Linked DNA regions of Mus musculus: region 1 is linked to region 2. A link is a contact called in public Hi-C data. All regions are on one chromosome and are shown on one strand. The core of a region is the stretch at or near the end of the contact, and the rest is flanking DNA. Distances in the headings are between cores, read along the strand shown.

The links. Hi-C and Micro-C count contacts between places; a contact is called where the count stands out from the background.
Region 1: a Hi-C map of uterus shows a contact between it and region 2, with 2.9 times the contacts expected there. The contact joins the enhancer-like site here to the promoter of Lsamp in region 2. A contact is called at or near these places in 1 of 39 promoter capture datasets (cranial neural crest), 5 of 484 Hi-C or Micro-C datasets (cortical neurons and uterus) and 7 of 115 datasets of contacts at active chromatin or transcription factors (VIP interneurons, astrocytes, embryonic forebrain and 4 more).

The regions. Positions count from the first base shown.
Region 1 is chr16:41,775,382-41,779,997 of GRCm38.p6, forward strand. All of the region lies in intron 1 of Lsamp (limbic system-associated membrane protein), which reads left to right. Among named protein-coding and RNA genes, the nearest start is that of Gm46551, 73 kb to the right of the region's middle. Within about 2 kb of position 2,395, at least 5 of the 459 cell types and tissues checked have an H3K27ac peak or open chromatin away from gene starts, as enhancers often do. A contact at or near this core is called in uterus, where this site is marked.
Region 2 is chr16:41,530,135-41,534,702 of GRCm38.p6, forward strand. Lsamp (limbic system-associated membrane protein) reads left to right here and starts at 2,692. Exons shown (of 7, transcript NM_001347236.1): 1 at 2,692-3,397. The coding sequence starts at 3,243.

The DNA of each region.
Region 1 (4,616 bases), core at 1,145-3,644, 240 kb after region 2:
AACCCTTAGGCTGGCCTTTAGCTTCCCTTTCTCTTTAACAGACCACTTGGAAAGTGCACATGGAATGGCCCTAAGTCGAGGACAAGAGCAGAGTCAGTGCAATGCAATGGATGTTTACAGAAATTAAAAGATAGAGCAAAGAATCCATCCAGACAAAGTCTACATGTTCCAAAGAGGATAAGAGATGTTGAATAAAAGATTGCCTCATAGTGGGTGGTGGAGGGAAAAATACTCATAAAAGAAACAAAAACTAAAGGGGAAACAAGGTTAGACCAAGCTTTATCCAGAATCAGCACAAGCTTTACCAGTTGATGACACATACAAAGATAGAGCTCTAAACAGGAAACAGATTCCAATTACTTTTTATTTTCTGAGTTTTTCTCCTCCCTGCATAGTTTTCATTTTTTAAAAATATTTTTTCCTAAGCTTCAAATAACTCAAATAAAAATCCCTTGAAATGAAAATGATAATCTAATACTTTATTGGAAATAAATAAAATCAATATGTTCCTTACTCCCGATCTACTTGAAACAGAATACTCAAATGTTTCCATCTGATTGCTGGTAAATTTGCATGAAATGATGGGTTTAGTAGAATTCTCATCAAGTCAATTGTTGTCAATAAATATATATTAGGCACTCTGTTAGACTCTGCATATAAAAAGATGATAGGATAATTAATACTGTTTACAGAGGACTCACCAGAGGCTAGTTGCTATACGATGAAGCTTAAAGCTCATATTGTCAATATAAGCATCGAAATTGTTCCCCTTGAGCAATTTTTAGTGATCTCAGTCAAAGTTGTAACAGGACTTTTGACTACACTGTAGGTTCTTTTTCTTCTATCCTTCTCCATCCCTTTACTTCTTCCCTTTCAACTCCCTAACGCTCAGTAGGAGAGACAAGGATCCACAGGCAAGGGGCAACCCTTCATTAGTCTACTTCCCTCCGATTAGGGCTGGTAAGTTCCTTGGGGCAAGTTTGATCTTTGCTTTCAGGATATCTAATTTCTTCTTTTTGTCCCTTTACACACGACTACTTGACAAACTGCTTGACAAACTGCAACCAGTCAATCAGCACCTTCCATCAGGGTTCTAGCATGTCTATATCCTCTGAAAAATATCCCGGATTCCAAAGGTCACACAATTGCAGAAACTCTCTGCAGTGGGTAAAACCATGTGTCTACTAGAGCATGAGGCAAACTGTCCTCAGCTGCTGTGCACAACAGGAAGTTGCCCTGTATCCCACCTCTGGGCTTAAAATAAAACACCATCTTATAACCGTTCTCTGTTTTTAAAGAAACCAAATTTCTCACTATAAAATTCTTACCAAAATTTAGCCAAAGATCCCTAGATATGAAAAAAGCATAACTGAAGAATCCTGGCAGTCCTTGGAATGTCTTTTTGAGGTGGTGGGGAAAGATCTGATATTCACGGTTCTATTATGTTCCAAATCTTAAATACTTCTTGGCTCCACTATTCATAATGACTGACATTATTTTATATTCTTACTATTACAGCGGACCTCAAAATTTAACGCACATAAGATAATAGAGTGTGTTTCTTCAAAACAACCTCCCAGAGATTCCAATTAATCAGATCTAGATTAGGGCAGCTGCCTGAGTGATTCTGACACAATTCATCTATAAAACTACTTTGAGAAACAGTGCCTTAAGCAGGAGTTCTCCGTCAAATGATCAAGTTTTCTTCATTTTAAAGAGATTCATGTAGTTTATTTTGATTGTATCTTCCCCTCCCCAAGTTCATACTTAAAACTGCCCCTCATCCAATTCCATGTTTTTTCTCAAAACAATAAAGTAACAAACTTTTGTTACTTCTTCTCTTTCAACTCCCTATTTTCCTAAAACCCACCTATTTTTCTAAAATGTCTTCCTTCTAGAGTATTTTTCAAAGCTCATTAATTTATTTTGGAGATTCCATCTTCTCTGAGAAATAAATAAGCACCATAACATGGTGCATTATTTCAACCATCTTCCTGTGTGTGTGTGTGTGTGTGTGTGTGTGTGTGTGTTTTTTTAGCTCCTTGTTCATATTCCAGATGGGAGTTATTCTGGTAAATTAGATGCAGATGTTGTTGTATTGTCACATTGATTTTGGAAGAAATTTAATAAAACTATTTAGAGACAGTAGATTGTATGTACTGGCTACTTAATCTAATTATATTTGTGGTATATTGATTAATATTAATGTAACAAATGTTTAGCCACCAATACTAAAGTGGATTTAAATGCTAAAATCTCTCATAAAAGAAAGAGAAAACTCAGATTTTTTTTTAAGTAAATGGAATTAAACAGAAACAATTTACTAAGCAGGCTATTTTAGGAAGTCTGTCCTGTCAAGAGTGCATGGAGGCAAATCAGTGATAAGCTTCAGCTGGAGAGGCCATGGGAGGGGCCAGGCTGGTTGGAGCAAGGCAACCATCTAATACATCATGTGCTTAGGACAGAGACAGAGATCAGCTGAGAAAACGCCAGATCAATACACTAGCCCATGTTGACAGCTCCCTAAACTTAAGGAAGTGCTTCTCCTTGAGTGAATCTAGATTGGGGTGGAGAATCTGGGAGAGAAACCTGTTGCAGTGTGCTTGGCTAGGATATGGAAGGGACTCCAAGGAAGGAGGCGTGGCCTGAAGGAGGCGTGGCCTTAGAGAAATGCGTCAAGAATCTGAGGTACATATTCTCTCAGATCAATTTAAGATTTCCCTAAGCTAATTTAATTCTGAGAACCAAGTCCTCTGGTAATCTTAACATTTTCATCACTCCAAACCTCTATTTTTAAGAATAGCAATAGTTTTGAAACCTATGGTGAGGACTAGGGAGGATGAGGCCATTTAAGAATGTCCTTCATTAGCACTGCATTTTGGGATTCAAAGGGGAAATGGGTAAAAATAGCTCTTCTCTGTTTGTCTCTTCCACAACCCACAATCATACAAGGCTTTTCTCTGCATTTCTTTCTAGGTCTCGTGTCTAGCCAGCAATATTGGGAGTATTGCTATCTCCCAGTTTATGCAGAGTGATCTTCTAGTCAGTCGCAATGAGTATTACTTTCTTAGCCCTGACATCTCTTCCTTCCACCACTTGTACCTATGGCACTATGCTTTACCTAGGTTTTCTTTGTCTTCTTGTTTTAACTCCTTAAGTTTTAGAACAATCTCTTCCAATTAATCCTGTCTCTGGTGGCAAAAGGCTAGATTCTGTCTAAAACTGCATGATTTAGCAATTATTAAACAGAACTGGGATTGAACAGGGCGATGAAGAGAACAGGGTACCAGTATCAGAAAGCCAGTGGGGCCATGGCACTTGATTTAGCTTCTAGGCTACATTCACCCCATTACTGTGTTTGCTTAGATGGTAGGCGACCAACACTGAGGAGGGTTGGGTATCTTTTCGTATATTCTGGGGACAAGCTTTCCAGTTTTCTCCAGCTTCTGTTTTCAATATTAACTTGAATGAGTCCCAAAATGCAATCGAGTCAAATTGTTATCTACTACAGTAGCTGGCTTACAAGTGGACACTGTATTTTTGCTTGTTTGTAAATATAGCTTTGTTACAAAATTCATCAAGTCTTTAGGTTGTCAGCACTTAATTTGAATCTAAGAAATTATAAAACAACAACAAACCTACTGCCATATTTTTTTTCTAAAATAAATGATTTACTAAGTATGTCCACCTGGAATGAAGGCAGAGATTTATGCATCATTTTTGCTGTGCCAAGTAATTCCACAGACAGGAACTTTGAAAAAAAAAAGCCTCCCAAAGTTCAAATTATCTGGCTACCTGGGAAACAAAAAAAAGAGACTGAGACAGTCAAGAACTATTTTATCTTTTTTTTTTCTTTAATTTGAGACGCAGAAGACTATCTCACTGTCTCTTTTTAACCTTGAGAAAAACTAATAATTGCAAATTCAGAACTCTTTTTAAAAAATCTGAGAAACGTGCCTATTTACCTTACAATTTTAGGGAGAACTTAATAAGTTGATATGTGCAAAAGCACTTCTTAAACAATGAAACACTATAGGACCAGAGGTTATTACCACCCTAGTCCTCATTTTTAATTGCATAACAAATTCTTCATCTGTCATATGATTGCTCTATCACACTGCAGTGGTTAGCATATCACAGAAAAGTTATCTAATTAAATGGTAGCTGAAACACCTCTGGTACCAGTGTAATCCAATTACATTTACCAAGTAAAAGAAATTAGCCTGGCAATTTACTCTTCAGCCTGGACAGTTCCCTGTTCCTCAGCCAGTCTTGCAGAGCTGACAAGGTCTTCAGAGATCATTTCTTCCAATACCCAGATTGTTTTATAAGAAAAATCACTGGAAGCCAGGAGAAGATGGTGTAACACTACCACTGAGGGCATACCAGAAAGGAATCAGAGAACTTCACAAACTATCCATTTGCCTACATTAACAAACTTATCTCCCCCGAGTCCTTTCCTCAATTTCCTGTCCTTCTAGGTGTCAGTGTCATTTAATAAAAAATATTTTCATAGGACTTCATTTCTTCCAACTCAGTCTCGCTAATCTCATTCCCCTAACCCTATGAGAGACAACAGGAGCAGGGAGTGGGTGAGAAATGGAAAACCTAAGTAA
Region 2 (4,568 bases), core at 1,442-3,941:
TCCTAGGATGTCACTCATGCTAAGTAGCAAGAATTTGTTGGTACAGAAATTAGGTAAAAGTCATGTGTTGACCTCTGTCACAAAAAATTACTAGTATTGTAATTTTAATAAATAAATAAATAAATAAATAAATAATTCTGTTCCTTTCTCACACAAGATCCTGTCCACTGAGGCATTGCATTGATCTTTATGGGTCTAGTCCTTCTTGCCGTGGCATCTAGGAATACACTGTGTCCCCAGTGGACAATATCACTTTCCTGGCATGGTCAATAGAATTAAGACATTTTGTAAGGTCTATGTCCACCATCTCTTTATTTTTTTTTCTTTCTGATAGTAGAGGAACACCTTACAACAAAAGAACATATTCTATATCTAAGTCATTGTGCAAGCAAATCATCCATGTCTAACAGCAACAAGATCCTTGGCAAGGATGGTCAAGCCTGTTGGCAATGTATGGGAAGACGTTGCCAATCTTGACACCACCCCCTTTAGCATGCTAAACTCATTTGCTCCATTCACACTGCCTATTACAGCACTTATGACTCAACTAACCACTTTATCTAGCCATCTCTTCACTGATAAAATGAGCTCAAAATTTCAACAGCCGTGTCCCGAGCCAGCCATGGCTCATTCCTGCTTTCTAAGACTGCTCATCACCACTGACAAAGCCCATCTTGATTTAGGTGAAATGAACTCACAGTGAAAATAAAAGTCATTGACTTTATAAACCTTGACTTGGGACAATTCAGATTCCAATACTTTAAAGTATTTTCTCCCATAATCTGTAGGAAGTCATCTACCTCTAAACTAATAAAATACTGTCCAAAAATCCTTTAAATATTCTGGGGGACAAGGCAAATACCATCTGTGAGTGACTCCTTAGGGCTTGAGTTCTGTTGGGGTTTCACAGCTTATTCCTCTTGCTATGATTTTTTTGGTTGCACGTGTCTGTAGCTAACCATGTGGCCTGGTTGGCTTCCTCAGCTTCACTCAATCTTAGCTATGCTGGGGAAGAGAGAGTCTTAACTGAGAAAACGGTTCCATAAATGTGTCCTGTAGGCAAGTCTATGGGGCATTTTCTGTTTTAATTATTGGGGGCGGGAGGTTCCATACTACTGGCAGGAGAAACACCTGGGCAAGATGGTCCTGGGTTGTTTAAGAAAACAGGCTGATCAAGCCACAAGGGGCTTTTATTCCTGCCTCCAGATTCTTGCCTTGAGTTCCTGTCTGGCTTCTTTGATGGTAGACTGTGATGTAGAAGGGTAAGCCAGCAAAGCTGTCCGTCCTCACCATGCTGTGTTTGGCCAGGATGTTTTATCACATTTACTAAGATACAAGGTACAGCTGCCCTTGTCAAATTTCCTTGCTATCACAGAGGAAACAGGTGAAATTCCAAAGCTCTGCTGGTACCAAGAAGTCAAAAGGAAACCAAGGGTAATTGCTTATTCTTGGGGTCTGAGGGTGATTTGCTTGCTCAAACCTGGAAACTACATATCTGTTCCTACCCCCTGCCTCTTTCACATACAACCTCGAACCTGGAAGGATTTGCTGTCTCTTGATTGGGGAAATGAGTCTTGCAATGTCAGTTGTGTAAAGCTGACTATAATTTGTTTTGTAGACTTTATAACACTGTCTCTTGTACTCTGTGAGTGTTGAGAGAGGGAGGATATTCGGGAGAGAAGAGATGTCTTCAGCTGATCCCGTCTCCAGCCTCAGGGCTGAGGGAGCTGCCTGGCATTGAAACTCTCCCTTGAGTGACTATGGTGGGTTTACTCCTTACAGACAGCACTGGCTAGGTTGGGTAGCTGTGTAGGAGTGACAAGTGCTAATTCCTTACACCTGTTTGGCATCTGCATTCAGTATAGTGCTATCTATAGACTTAGATCTCCTTGTAAATGACAAATGTTCAGATCTACTTCCTTGTATCGCTGGGTTTCTTGAGAAGCCAGTGGCATTAGAAACCTGGCGAGCTAGCTGCAATGGACCATGTGAATGATAATCCCGAATCCCATCCCTCAGGTGTCTGCCTGTGGGTTTCCTGGAGAGTGAGGTTGATATGGGGATCAAGGTTCAGCTGCTTTGGCTGGCACTTGGGAAAGACAAGACAAGCATTCACACCCCGAGCCACTCAATGCCAGCATTGTCTCCAATCCATCTTTCATAAGGGGCTTGGAGGGGGTGGCGGGGGAGGAGGATGAAGAGGGGAGAGAAAATAAACCTTTTAAATACTTCAGGAGAGGAGAAAGGGTGAATACCATGCGAGTGTGGAAAGCCATTTGCCAGGACTTTGAAACCAACCTTGGCTTTCAGTTTGAGACTCAGCCTGGCTAGTTTCTTCATCCTTTCTCATTTTTCTGGTCCATTCTGCAGTATGCCTTCCTATCCATGTGTATGTAACTCCATTTGTCAAGGTTTGCATTTCTTTCTTGCCATGCCTTCCCTCTCCTTTCCTGGACCCTTTCTCCTGTCCTTTTACAGCTTAAGTCCACCTCCCCTTCCCTGTCTTAACAGTACCTCTGAGCCCCATCCCCTCTTCTTAAGGAAATCAGCCAGGCCTCAGATGGAGCTGTTGTCCTGACAACCCAAAGGCGCATCAGGCTTTCATTGAGGCTGGCTGCTGGTGAAGAGGGCAGTTGTGCAAAGCAAGGGGCCACGCTGAGGGGTGGGAGGAGGGGATGACGTGGTGGGGCTGTTGAAAACCAGCAGGGTAGGGGGGAGGTGCTGAGTAGAGAGAGAACAGGGACTGGAGGGAGAAACAAGAAAGAGGAGGGGGAGAGAGCTCCTGGGTTGCTGCCGCTACTGCTGCTGCTGCTGCAAGAGGCTGTTTCTTTACTCTCCCTGGCAGGCTCTCCTGCTGCCTGGGAAAGTGGGTTACAGAGGGAAGCAGCTCAGCCCAGACGCTGGCAGAGAAGCAGCCAGCTACAGAGAGTCTAAGGAAGCACCCCTGCCATTGACAGTCGCCTCCTCATCATTAAAGCATTTTATATTTGCACTCTTCCTTCGGAAAATTTGTTCCTCCACTTTCTCCCCGACTCCTGCTTGGATTTGATGAGGGCTTTGTTAAATCCCAGAGGGAAAAGAGACTAAGCGAGGGAAAGAGCAAGGCAAAGTGGAAGGGAGTGCGCGCTGGACCCGCCCGAGCAGCCTTGGCAGTGGCTGCGAGCCCCGCGCGCTAGAGCCCCTCTCCGTGGCCAGCAGCGCGCACACGCGAGTCCACCGCGGACCAACTCGCCGAGGCCACCATGGTCGGGAGAGTTCAGCCCGATCGGAAACAGTTGCCGCTGGTCCTACTGAGACTGCTCTGCCTTCTTCCCACAGGACTGCCCGTTCGCAGCGTGGATTTTAACCGAGGCACGGACAACATCACCGTGAGACAGGGGGACACGGCCATCCTCAGGTAGGGCTTGCGAGCAACTTTTCTGGTGTGTGTGTGTGTGTGTGTGTGTGTGTGTGTGTGTGTGTGTGTGTGTAATAGTGAACTCCAGCTGCCCTGGGTTAGTGGGCGTGTGTGTGTGTGTGTGTGTGTGTGTGTGTCCCTTGTATCGACTTGAAGATTTAGCCAGGAACAAAATTTAAGGGAGTCTGGTCCCTGTCAAGAGCCAAGGGTGCTTTTGGAATGTTGTTCCGTTCTTTGAATGTTGTTTTCTCTAGTCAAGAAAGCCGAACTTTATCTATGGCATTAGTGGCATTGGGCTGTATTCATGCTGTGGTAATTGCTCACGCTTGGCACTTAGACTTTTGTTGAGATTCTTCTATTCAGACACAAGAGTTGTTGAGTTATGGCTTTCAAAACGTGGTACGCAAGGCTGCATTCTCTTGTTCGTGTGTGTGTGTGTGTGTGTGTGTGTGTGTGTGTGTGTGTGTGTGTTGCTCAGCAAGGCTCAGTCTGCCCTAGCAGTAGTTCTGATAGAAGACTTTCTGTAAAGATCTCTGAATTGACATCATAGGCAATAAATCAATCTTACAACTTTGGATGATTACTGAGGCTTTTTGGGAATGTGGACAGAAATCAACACGAGAATGAGAGAACGGAAGGAAAGGATCCAGCCTAATGGCAGGCCGTTAAGAATAGAAAACTTAAACAGAGGAGGAGAAGGCATTAACCTGATATTACATTAGATACTACAAATTGATCATTGAGTTCAAAGTCTTATGCTTATGCAGCTCTGCCAAGCTCCGCAATATAATTTGGGATGGAAATTTGGAAAAGCTTCCCAAGTCCTTGAGAGTTTGACCCTCCTAAGGTAGAGAGACTTGGATGATACCTTGTCATTACTACATTTCCTTAAAGCTCAAAGCTTCTTTCCTCTATTTCCCTTCTCCTCTCTCCCTTCCCAGCTTTATTCGACTCTCAGGCAGATAATAATAGAAAAAGAGGAGAAAAGGAGAAAGTATTTTCCTAGGAGATCTTTTAAAATCCCATTTCTTCCAAATATAATGACCCAGTGTTGGTCTGTCTATCTAGGTAATATTGCTGGCTGGGGCAATAAAAAACAGTATGCCATAGAAAATCAACCTCTAATCTGTGTGCAAGGAGCTGATAGTGCATAAACCCCGGGGCATCAGGG